2 separate regions of the Sus scrofa genome follow, and region 1 is linked to region 2. The links are chromatin contacts, called in public targeted proximity ligation maps. All regions are on one chromosome and are shown on one strand. The core of a region is the stretch at or near the end of the contact, and the rest is flanking DNA. Distances in the headings are between cores, read along the strand shown. Region 1 overlaps RNF216 (E3 ubiquitin-protein ligase RNF216). Region 2 holds the start of ACTB (actin, cytoplasmic 1).

Region 1 (4,317 bases), core at 361-2,860, 150 kb before region 2:
AAACATCTGTTGCTGCCTGTCCTGTTACCACAACCCTCCTACCTCCAAGGCCCTTTTGCCTCCCACAAAACCCTCCTTTTTTCCCCCAAGGCCATCGCCCACTCTGACCTCATTTTATCTCCTGGCGTGGATGTTTCTCCAGGCAGCACCCTTGCCCCTAAACGCTTCAGAGCGTGGCCCTGCCTGCCGCACAGGTCCTTAGCGCTCTTGCTCTGGACTCACTCCTTCCTTACTCCGCTTTGCAGTGACAGCAGGAGGAATTGGGATGGTGAAGCTAAATAGACCCCAGATTGGAGAGGGCTTTGCAAAGCGGAGTAAGGACAGTGATTCTAACTCCTGAGCTGTTGGCAAGCCTGATGCTGGGACAGTGCGGTCGTAGTGCCAGGGGGGAGGGCCTTGTAGAGCCATGGGAGAGGGAGCGGGAGTTAGATTCGGTACAGAGGTTAGGGGAGCTGGAGAGCCTTGTCAGTTGAGTTATCTAGTAACCCAGTGGCCCCAGACCTGGGACCGCACGGCGCTCCTGTGGTCCTCAGGTAACAAACCCTCCGGCCCCAAAGCCCAGTCAAGCAGGACTTGCTGTGATTCTCTTCCTTGCTCGAAGCCCCAGTGGGATTGGATGCGCCTGAAGAACATGACTTGCGGGCTGACGAGGGAGGGGCGGGGGCAGCCAGGAGGCGGCCAGCCCGAGGCCAGCTCCTGGGCACACGTTCCCGGAGGCCGCCCGCCCTCCTGCGGGGTTTGTCCTGGAGCACAGCCCCTGGGGGCCGAGGGGGTGTTGTGTGGAGGGAGCCTAAAAACAAGAGGCGTGAGTAGCTGCTGCTCTGCTCTCGGTCCACATCAGCATGTTTGGTTTCTTTAGTCCTGGGGTATTTTTTAAACAGAAGAATCCATGTAACCATCAGAGTTTGTTTCCCCACCCATTTTAAAAAGGCTTGTTTTCTAGCTGAAAGCATGTTGGATTAAGCTTAATTTCTCACTCAGATCAGCTTAATTTTCCCAGCGCTGATGTGCATACAGAGAATTGCCAAATTCTCCTTTTACAACATGCTTTCCCAGCTGCTGGGAGGCCTGCTTTTTTTCTGTGGGCCTCCTGACAGAAATGCAAACCATTTAAGGCCCCGTGGTACCAACTGTTAATTATCACAGGGACTTGGATATTGGTGTGTTTTCCCAGAGGGCGCGTTTATCTGGAGTTGGTGGCTACTCCCCTGCCCCTTCTCACGTGAGTCCTATAGGAGACAGGGACCAGGGTTGGGCCGGGCTGCGGTAAAAGCTGCAGCCCCTCCTTCTGAGTGAGGTCACCTCCCTGCCCAGCTCCCGTCCTGTGTCCTTATTATGCAAGGAAATGAAGTGAAGCCTGTTCCTTGCATGTGAGCTGATTGGAACCATGTTTTCTGGGGCACCTCTGCTTAAATCTTTCAGTGGAACAGCCTTGTTTTATAAAAGGTACATTTCCACAAAAATGAGGCTTGATGCTATTCATAAATAAACACATGCCTTTGCAGGCCAGGCAAAGGAGGAATGCGTCGGGGAGCAGTTTGGCCAGGGTTTTGCTTTTTCCTCGCTGAATGCCTGGCGTGCACTGTCCATCCAAGGGTGGCTGAGGGGAGAACACTCTCTTGCTGCCAAAACCACAACAAATGACAACTTTCCGTTCTGTCATCTCTCAGCTCCACTGCTGGGCAGGCAATTCATTTTTCTACCATAAAAGGGCAACGAAGCCGTGTCAGCCGTAGTGCCTTCTGCACTGCAGTGAGAAAGCAGAAGATGCGCGAGGAGAAGGGCGCGCTGCGGGGAGCGCCGCAGCTTGCTGGCCGGGCCCCCACCGCCGCTCGGGCCCGGCTGTGGGGCGGCAGCATCGGTCAGAGGGAGCAGGGCATGGAAGGTGTGCCCGCCAGCTGGGTAGTGTGAGCTCAGACAGGCTGGGTACCACCGGCGGCTCGTGCCCATCTAGTGGGACACAAGTCTGCGGTCCAAACCCTGTTACAGCAGAACTGCACCGGGCCTGCCCGGGTGGTTCTGTGTTATCGGCGTTTGGTTCTTTCCAGTTTGTACTTGTAGGTGCTGGATTTGTAAGGGGGGTGGCGTGGGGTCATATCACCCAGACACCTTCACTCTGCAGATGAAGAAATGGGCTGTGTGCCAGGTTCATACAGCTTGAGCAAGCTCTTGAACTTCCGTCTGTGGCTTGTATATGAACTCTGGGTTCTCTAACCTGTGTGTGTTCTCAGTGGCCCATTAGTTTACAGTCTGACTCAGTTTAAGGTGAGTCACAGAAATCTTGACTAATAGAAATACAGTTCTTAATTGGTAGGTTTGTGTCTAATTAAGTCAACCAGGGTCTTTTAGAAAATACCTGTTTGTTGTAGTGTTACCTATAAGATTCCTGGGTCCTTTAGGTGATTTTAAATAAATGTGCAAAGTCAACAAAGGAGGAGGTAGAAAGCAAACACTTAGCAATTTTGACAGCTTATAGAGCACTTTGGAGATGGTGGCTGCATGTTTCCTGCCCCCTGTAACCTGGCGAAGGAGCCAGGGTCCCAACTCAATACAGATTGACCCGCAGCACAGAGAACGCTGTTTTAAGAGGAGCCCTAAGCCAGAACACTGCCTCCCACGCAGACCAGACGGCTGCTCTGGGCCTCTGCCTTCTCTGTGGGGAGTGGCTGCTGGCCTGGAGAGAGCAGGGTCTCAGAGTGAGCCAGAAACAGTGCCTACGTCTTTTCACCTGGATCCCTTGAAGATTTTTCCCTTAAAGAAGAACTGAGATTTGCTTTGTCGTTTAAACTTACCTTAGCTCTAACTGCACGTCTGATTTCATAGCAAATGCTGGAACTGAACTGTGCACATTCCTAAGGGGATAAAAATCGCTTCCAGGAATCTTGCTGATCTGGAAATTTGGGAGGAAAGCAAGGGTTTTCAAGGTTAAATTTTATTAGCCAGATAGTGCTGGTGGTCAGAGTAGATTCTGAGCTCATTGGCTCAGAATCAAACATTAACTCAGAAGTCATTCCTGAAAGAGAATATCACTGAGATGGCAGAAACAAGCTCAGTGTGAGTGATTCAGTGCTGCATACCTAGACCTTGTTGGAAAGTGTCAGACTAGTTTAAAACCCTAGCGTCGATCCAGCAGATAAAGCAGTTGAGGAGTCAGTCCTCAAGTGGAAATGTACGTAAGTCTTTTTGAGTATGATCTTCCTTCTTTTCTCAGTAGCGCGAAGCTGAATATCTTACTAATCTACCAAGGAGGTAGTTGGTCTATTTTTTCCTTGGTCCTTCTCAAGACCTTCGCTGCCCTTGGAGTAAGCAGAACGGTGCCCCAGAGATTTCAGCTCCACCGTGAACCCCACACATTCTTTCCTTGTGGAAACCTTGGGAGCCCTTGTTTTTTGCCAGAAGCATGAAGTCAGTTTCATCTTCCAAAACGATTATTAATTCTTATTAAGTGTAATTTTTATAAGGCTAATTCCTCAAGCAAATAGCATTTCTTTCTTGGACTCAGTCTCCTTCCCCATCCATCACTGTCTACACATGCCTGGGCGTCCTGGCCACGTGGTGGCCAGCTTAGAGACATCAGCCTGCTTGCTTCCTAATTTGGTCAGAGCATGCTTCAGGCAGCCTTGCCTAACTTAGAAAAACACAAAACACAGGGAGCAGCTTTGATACAGCAAAGGGGAATTTCCTTTTATCAAAAGACCTACAGTTCGCCTTTAACTTCCTCAGAAAAGAGGAAGTGACACTTTGGGAGGTTATAGCGTGCCCTGAAGTTCCTTCTTTAAGCCTACTTTTTCATGCCAGCTTTTTCTAGCTTCCTGCTCTTTCCTCCTCATCCTTCTTAGTGCCTCACAGCAATACAGTTTAATGTCATTCTTAAGGATACCCATTTTCTACTTGAATGTTCATCAGTAAGGCACAGGGGGACACACGTGCCTCTAAACAGTGGCATACACAGGGTTGGCAAGCTTTTTTTTTTTTTTTTAAATGAAAGGCAAGGTAATAAATACTTGAGGCTTTTTGAACTGTATAGTCTCTGTCCCAGCTGCTCAGCTGCTCAGCTTTGCCTTTGTAGCAGGTAACTGTAGGCAGTGTGAACAAATGAATGCGGCTATGATCCAGCTAAGATTGTACTTACAGAAAGAAGCGGCAGACCAGATTGGCCTCCTGAGCCAGTACACCACAGCATGAAGAATGACACGAGTCCAGTTGTGCCCATCAAACAAAGCGAGGTGTAGAAGAGTGGGTATTTACAAGATGTAGGCTTGTGTTTGGGTCTCAATGAGGGGAGGAGGAGGAGATGCGTGCCGACGTGTACCTAAA
Region 2 (4,520 bases), core at 1,159-3,658:
CCCGGAAAGGCAAGAACGGTCCCCACGGGCGGGGGCGGCCGGGGGGCCGGGGCTGTGCGCCTGCCCGGGCGGCTCTGAAAACTCCCTGCCTGCGAGGGCAAAGTTCCCGGCCAGCCGAGAACCTGTTCACTTCCTCTCCCGCGGTCTCCTCCCTCTTCCTCTGGCCGCCTCACTTCCTCTTTTCCTCCTCCTGCTGCTCTCTCCCCCCCCCCCCAGCGCCTCCCCTCCCCCAGGCGGCTGCCCAGCCCCCTCCCAGGCCTCCTTCTTTCGGGGTCCTTTCTCAGGACCCAGGACACCCAGGCCGTCCCTTCTTCAGCCCTCAGATCAGGGCCCTGGGGGGGGCCCCGCAGGAGGAGGGGGATGCTGGCCGGCACAGGAGACCACTGGGCTGCGGCAGACAGAGGGCCAGGAGGGTACCAGGCCCCCAGGTCAGTGGGGGCGAGCGTGCCCCTTGGCTGGCCCTGGTTGAGAAGAGGCCAGGTGGCAGCACAGGTCCTGCCTGGGGACCAGCCTGGCTCTCCATCCTTGCCCTGCCCGGGGGGCCCTGCAGTGGTCCCAGTGTGACCAGCCCCCCCACCGGGCTGGCAGCCCATCAACCCGCAGCAAACCCCACCTCCCGCCCCAACCCCCGAATCACAGGGCTGGCAGGTCCTGAGGTGGCTGGCCCCTCGCCCACGACTGAGAGACACAAGGCCTGGGACAGGGAGCGCAGTCTGGCCCCTGGGAGGGAGGGAGTGGATGGGCTGGGAACATTCGCCCAGGCCTGGGGCGGGGTTGGGGGAGTTGTTCCCTGGGAATGCTAGCTGGTGGCCCTGAGCCTGCAGGCTCTGCTGTGCGCTGGGGGACGGTCACCCTTCCTACCTGTTTGTAGCCTCTGCAACCTTCCAAGTGCCCTGCCACTGGCCTCCCACAGGGGGCTGGACCAAGCTGCCTCTTCCCTGGCCAGATTCCACACCCATATATGGACTAATCTTTCGCTGGTTTCAACACACACTCAAGGAGCACCTACTATGCGTAGCAAAGCCCTAGGCAGACCTGGAGACAGACGCCCGAGGGCAGGCCAGGGCCCCCACCTGGACCCCTCTGCCCTGTTTCCTTTGTGGGAAAATTCAGCTTGTCACGGCCTCGGAGAAGGTGCACCTCCACGCTGCCCCGCTGGGCTTCCTTCGGCCACTCACTGCCCACTGGTGGCCCCCGCCTGGGTGCAGGCTCTCCCTGCTGGACAGGCAGTTCCCAGAGCAGGGAACCACTGGGAACACCCGGGGGCACCCAGGTCTGACCCCGTGTTTGGTGGAGAGACCAGGGCAGGAGTGGGCCCCAGCTGGTCCCTGCTGCCCCACCCCCCTCCCCCTAACTCCTCTCTGGCACATTGAATGTCCTTCCCCAGTCCTTGGTGGCCTCCAGATGGTCTAGGAGGGCAGTTCAGCTGTGGCTGCACGTGACAGACAGACGATGGATGGTGGGTCCCAGAGCTGTGCTCAGTGGCCCTGCCTGCCTGCAGCCAGCAGTGCTTGGCAGCTGCCTGGGTCGCCAGCTAATGGCCCAGGCTTGGCCTTGGCTGGGTGTGACCAGGCAGCCTCAGCCGCAGCCCAGCTCCATGGGAACAGCTTCTCTGCTCTACGGAGCCCACCTCTCCTGGGCCTGCAGCAAGGGAGGCCTGGAGCCCTCTTCACGGGGAACTTCCAGCCCCCAGCCCCTGGGGCCTGTCCTGTCCCTAGAGACTGCAGTCCTGAAGCCCCTGCTACGTGTCTCCAAGTCCCCTGACTCAAGCATGCCCCACCATAGCCCTCAAGCCCACGGTCTCTAAGTAATGTGCCCCCTTAGCAAGCTCAGCACCCCCACTTAGCAAGCTCAGCACCCCCAGTCGGGGCCCCCCCTTACCCAGGCTTTCTGGGCAGCAGAGCTAATGTCGCCAAGGGGAGGGTGACTCTCTCATCACTCCTTTCCCCCACCTGCTCCTTAAGCATGCACCCACAGCAACCAGGGACTCTCGCATCCGTGCTGACCCTTGCCCACAGGGGCGCTCACTGCTTTGGGGCATCCACATTCGGAGGGTGCCGGGGTGGGGAGACCCGGAGACCAGCAGGCCGGGTGCAGGCCTGGCCAAGCGGGGCCGGACCCGACACTGCTCAGGCGGGCGGCGGCCCACTGTTGGGGCCCAGCACCCAAGGGCGGCCGACGCCAAAACTCTCTCCCTCCTCTTCCTCAATCTCGCTCTCGCTCTCTCCTAGCCAGTCCATCTCCCTCCCTCTTTCTTTTTTTTTTTTTTTCTTTTTTTTTTTTTTTGCAAAAGGAGGGGAGAGGGGGTAAAAAAATGCTGCACTGTGCGGCGAGGCCGGTGAGTGAGCGGCGCGGGGCCAATCAGCGCTCGCCGTTTCGAAAGTTGCCTTTTATGGCTCGAGCCGCCGCGACTGCGCCCCATAAAACCCGGCGGCGCGACGCACAGCCACAGCCGAGACCGCGTCCACTCCGCCAGCACAGGCCCCTCGCCCTTGCCGCTCCGCCTTCGCCGCCGGTCTACACCGCTACCAGGTAGGGTCCCCGCACCGGCCGGGCCGCTGATGCGCTGGGCCCGTGCCTCTTGTGGGCAGGTGGCCCCCTCCGCCCCGGCCCCGTGGACAGCCGGCCGGGTGCCGGGAATGGACTCATGCGCTCCTCGTTCGGGGCCCGGGCTGCGCTCGGGGAGCGCTCCCAGAGTGTTTCTTTGGGAGCCCTAGCGGCGGCGATTCTTTGTCCGAGCGGGCCGATCGCTCCGCCGGCGGGAGAGCAGTGCAGCCGGGCGGCGGGGCGGGTGGGTGGGCGCGGCGCGGTGGCCGAGCCGGGTGGGGGCTGGGACGCCAGTGCGCGTGCGTGTGCGCCGTAGGCCCAGGAGGCGAGGGCGGGGCGGGCGGCCGGAAGGGGTGGGGTCGCCGCGGCGCGAGAGCGCCTGCGCGCACTTCCTCGCGGAGCCACGGGCCGCCCCGGGTGTGGTCGCCGCGCGCCCGCCGAGTGGCGCTTTTTGGGCGGGGCGGGGCTGGCGCCCAGTGGGGAGGGGGCGGAGGCCTGGCTTCCTGCCGCGCGCCTCGGGGCCGCCTCCGACCAGCGTTTGCCTTTTATGGTAATAACGCGGCCGGCCGGCTTCCTTTGTCCCCAATCTGGGCGCGTGCCGGCGCCCCCTGGCGGCTCGAACGCGCGTCGCGCCGGAAGTGAGTAGGGCGGAGGCGGCCGCACCCGGCCTCCGGCTCACGGTCCTGCTGCCCCTGCAGTTCGCCATGGATGACGATATTGCTGCGCTCGTGGTCGACAACGGCTCCGGCATGTGCAAGGCCGGCTTTGCGGGCGACGATGCTCCCCGGGCCGTCTTCCCCTCCATCGTGGGGCGCCCCCGACACCAGGTAGGGCGCCGCCCTCGGGTCTGACTTGGTGGGTGGGGTCTTGGTAGCAGGTGGAGGGAAGGGGGAGGCTTTCTGCGTGGGGGCCGGTGGGGCCGGGCCCGGGCTGAAGGCGCCTCGCCCCTCCTTCCGCAGGGCGTGATGGTGGGCATGGGCCAGAAGGACTCCTACGTGGGGGACGAGGCCCAGAGCAAGAGAGGCATCCTGACCCTCAAGTACCCCATCGAGCACGGCATCGTCACCAACTGGGACGACATGGAGAAGATCTGGCACCACACCTTCTACAACGAGCTGCGTGTGGCCCCCGAGGAGCACCCCGTGCTGCTGACCGAGGCCCCCCTGAACCCCAAAGCCAACCGTGAGAAGATGACCCAGGTCAGTGGCCCACTGGGCTCTCTCGGGCGGCCGCCCCCTCCTCTCTTGCCCCTCTTTGCCACGCCCTTTCTCACTTGTTCTTTCTTCTGCCATTTTCCTAGGACTTTTCTTCTCTGACCTGAGTCTCCTTTGGAACTCTGCAGGTTCTATTTGCTTTTCCCCAGCTGGAGTCTTTCTCGTGTTTGCCTTTCTGACTAGGTGTTAAAAGCATAAGGTGCTGTGGGTGTATAGGTACTAACACTGGCTCGTGTGACAAAGCCGACGAGGCTGCCGTAAAGGGGCCTCGGAGTGTGTATCCCGTAGGTGCACAGTAGGTCTGACGTGACTCCCCGACCTGGGGTCCCCAGCACACTTAGCCGTGTTCCTTGCACTCTCTGCATGTCCCCAGTCCGGCCTGACTGCCCCCGGCGGCTTCCCGAGGGTGACAGCGTCCCTCCCTCCCTCCAGATCATGTTCGAGACCTTCAACACCCCAGCCATGTACGTGGCCATCCAGGCCGTGCTGTCCCTGTACGCCTCTGGCCGCACCACTGGCATCGTGATGGACTCCGGAGACGGGGTCACCCACACGGTGCCCATCTACGAGGGGTACGCCCTGCCCCACGCCATCCTGCGTCTGGACCTGGCTGGCCGGGACCTGACCGACTACCTCATGAAGATCCTGACGGAGCGGGGCTACAGCTTCACCACCACGGCCGAGCGGGAGATCGTGCGGGACATCAAGGAGAAGCTGTGCTACGTCGCCCTGGACTTCGAGCAGGAGATGGCCACTGCC

The links.
Region 1: a contact with region 2 is called in a targeted proximity ligation map of alveolar macrophages. A contact is called at or near these places in 1 of 5 promoter capture datasets (liver), 9 of 47 Hi-C or Micro-C datasets (brain, embryonic fibroblasts, epiblast stem cells and 3 more) and 2 of 2 datasets of targeted methods (alveolar macrophages and skeletal muscle).

What each region holds. Positions count from the first base shown.
Region 1 is chr3:4,233,919-4,238,235 of Sscrofa11.1, reverse strand. The region is part of intron 13 of RNF216 (E3 ubiquitin-protein ligase RNF216); the gene reads left to right. It overlaps LOC106509622 (a long non-coding RNA gene), which reads right to left. Exons shown (of 4, transcript XR_002342210.1): 2 at 4,133-4,312; 3 at 2,793-2,890. Among named protein-coding and RNA genes, the nearest start is that of RNF216, 93 kb to the left of the region's middle.
Region 2 is chr3:4,088,271-4,092,790 of Sscrofa11.1, reverse strand. ACTB (actin, cytoplasmic 1) reads left to right here and starts at 2,408. Exons shown (of 8, transcript XR_002342206.1): 1 at 2,408-2,532; 2 at 3,246-3,374; 3 at 3,507-3,746; 4 at 4,194-4,520. LOC106509620 (a long non-coding RNA gene) reads right to left here and starts at 2,295. Exons shown (of 3, transcript XR_001307289.2): 1 at 1,882-2,295.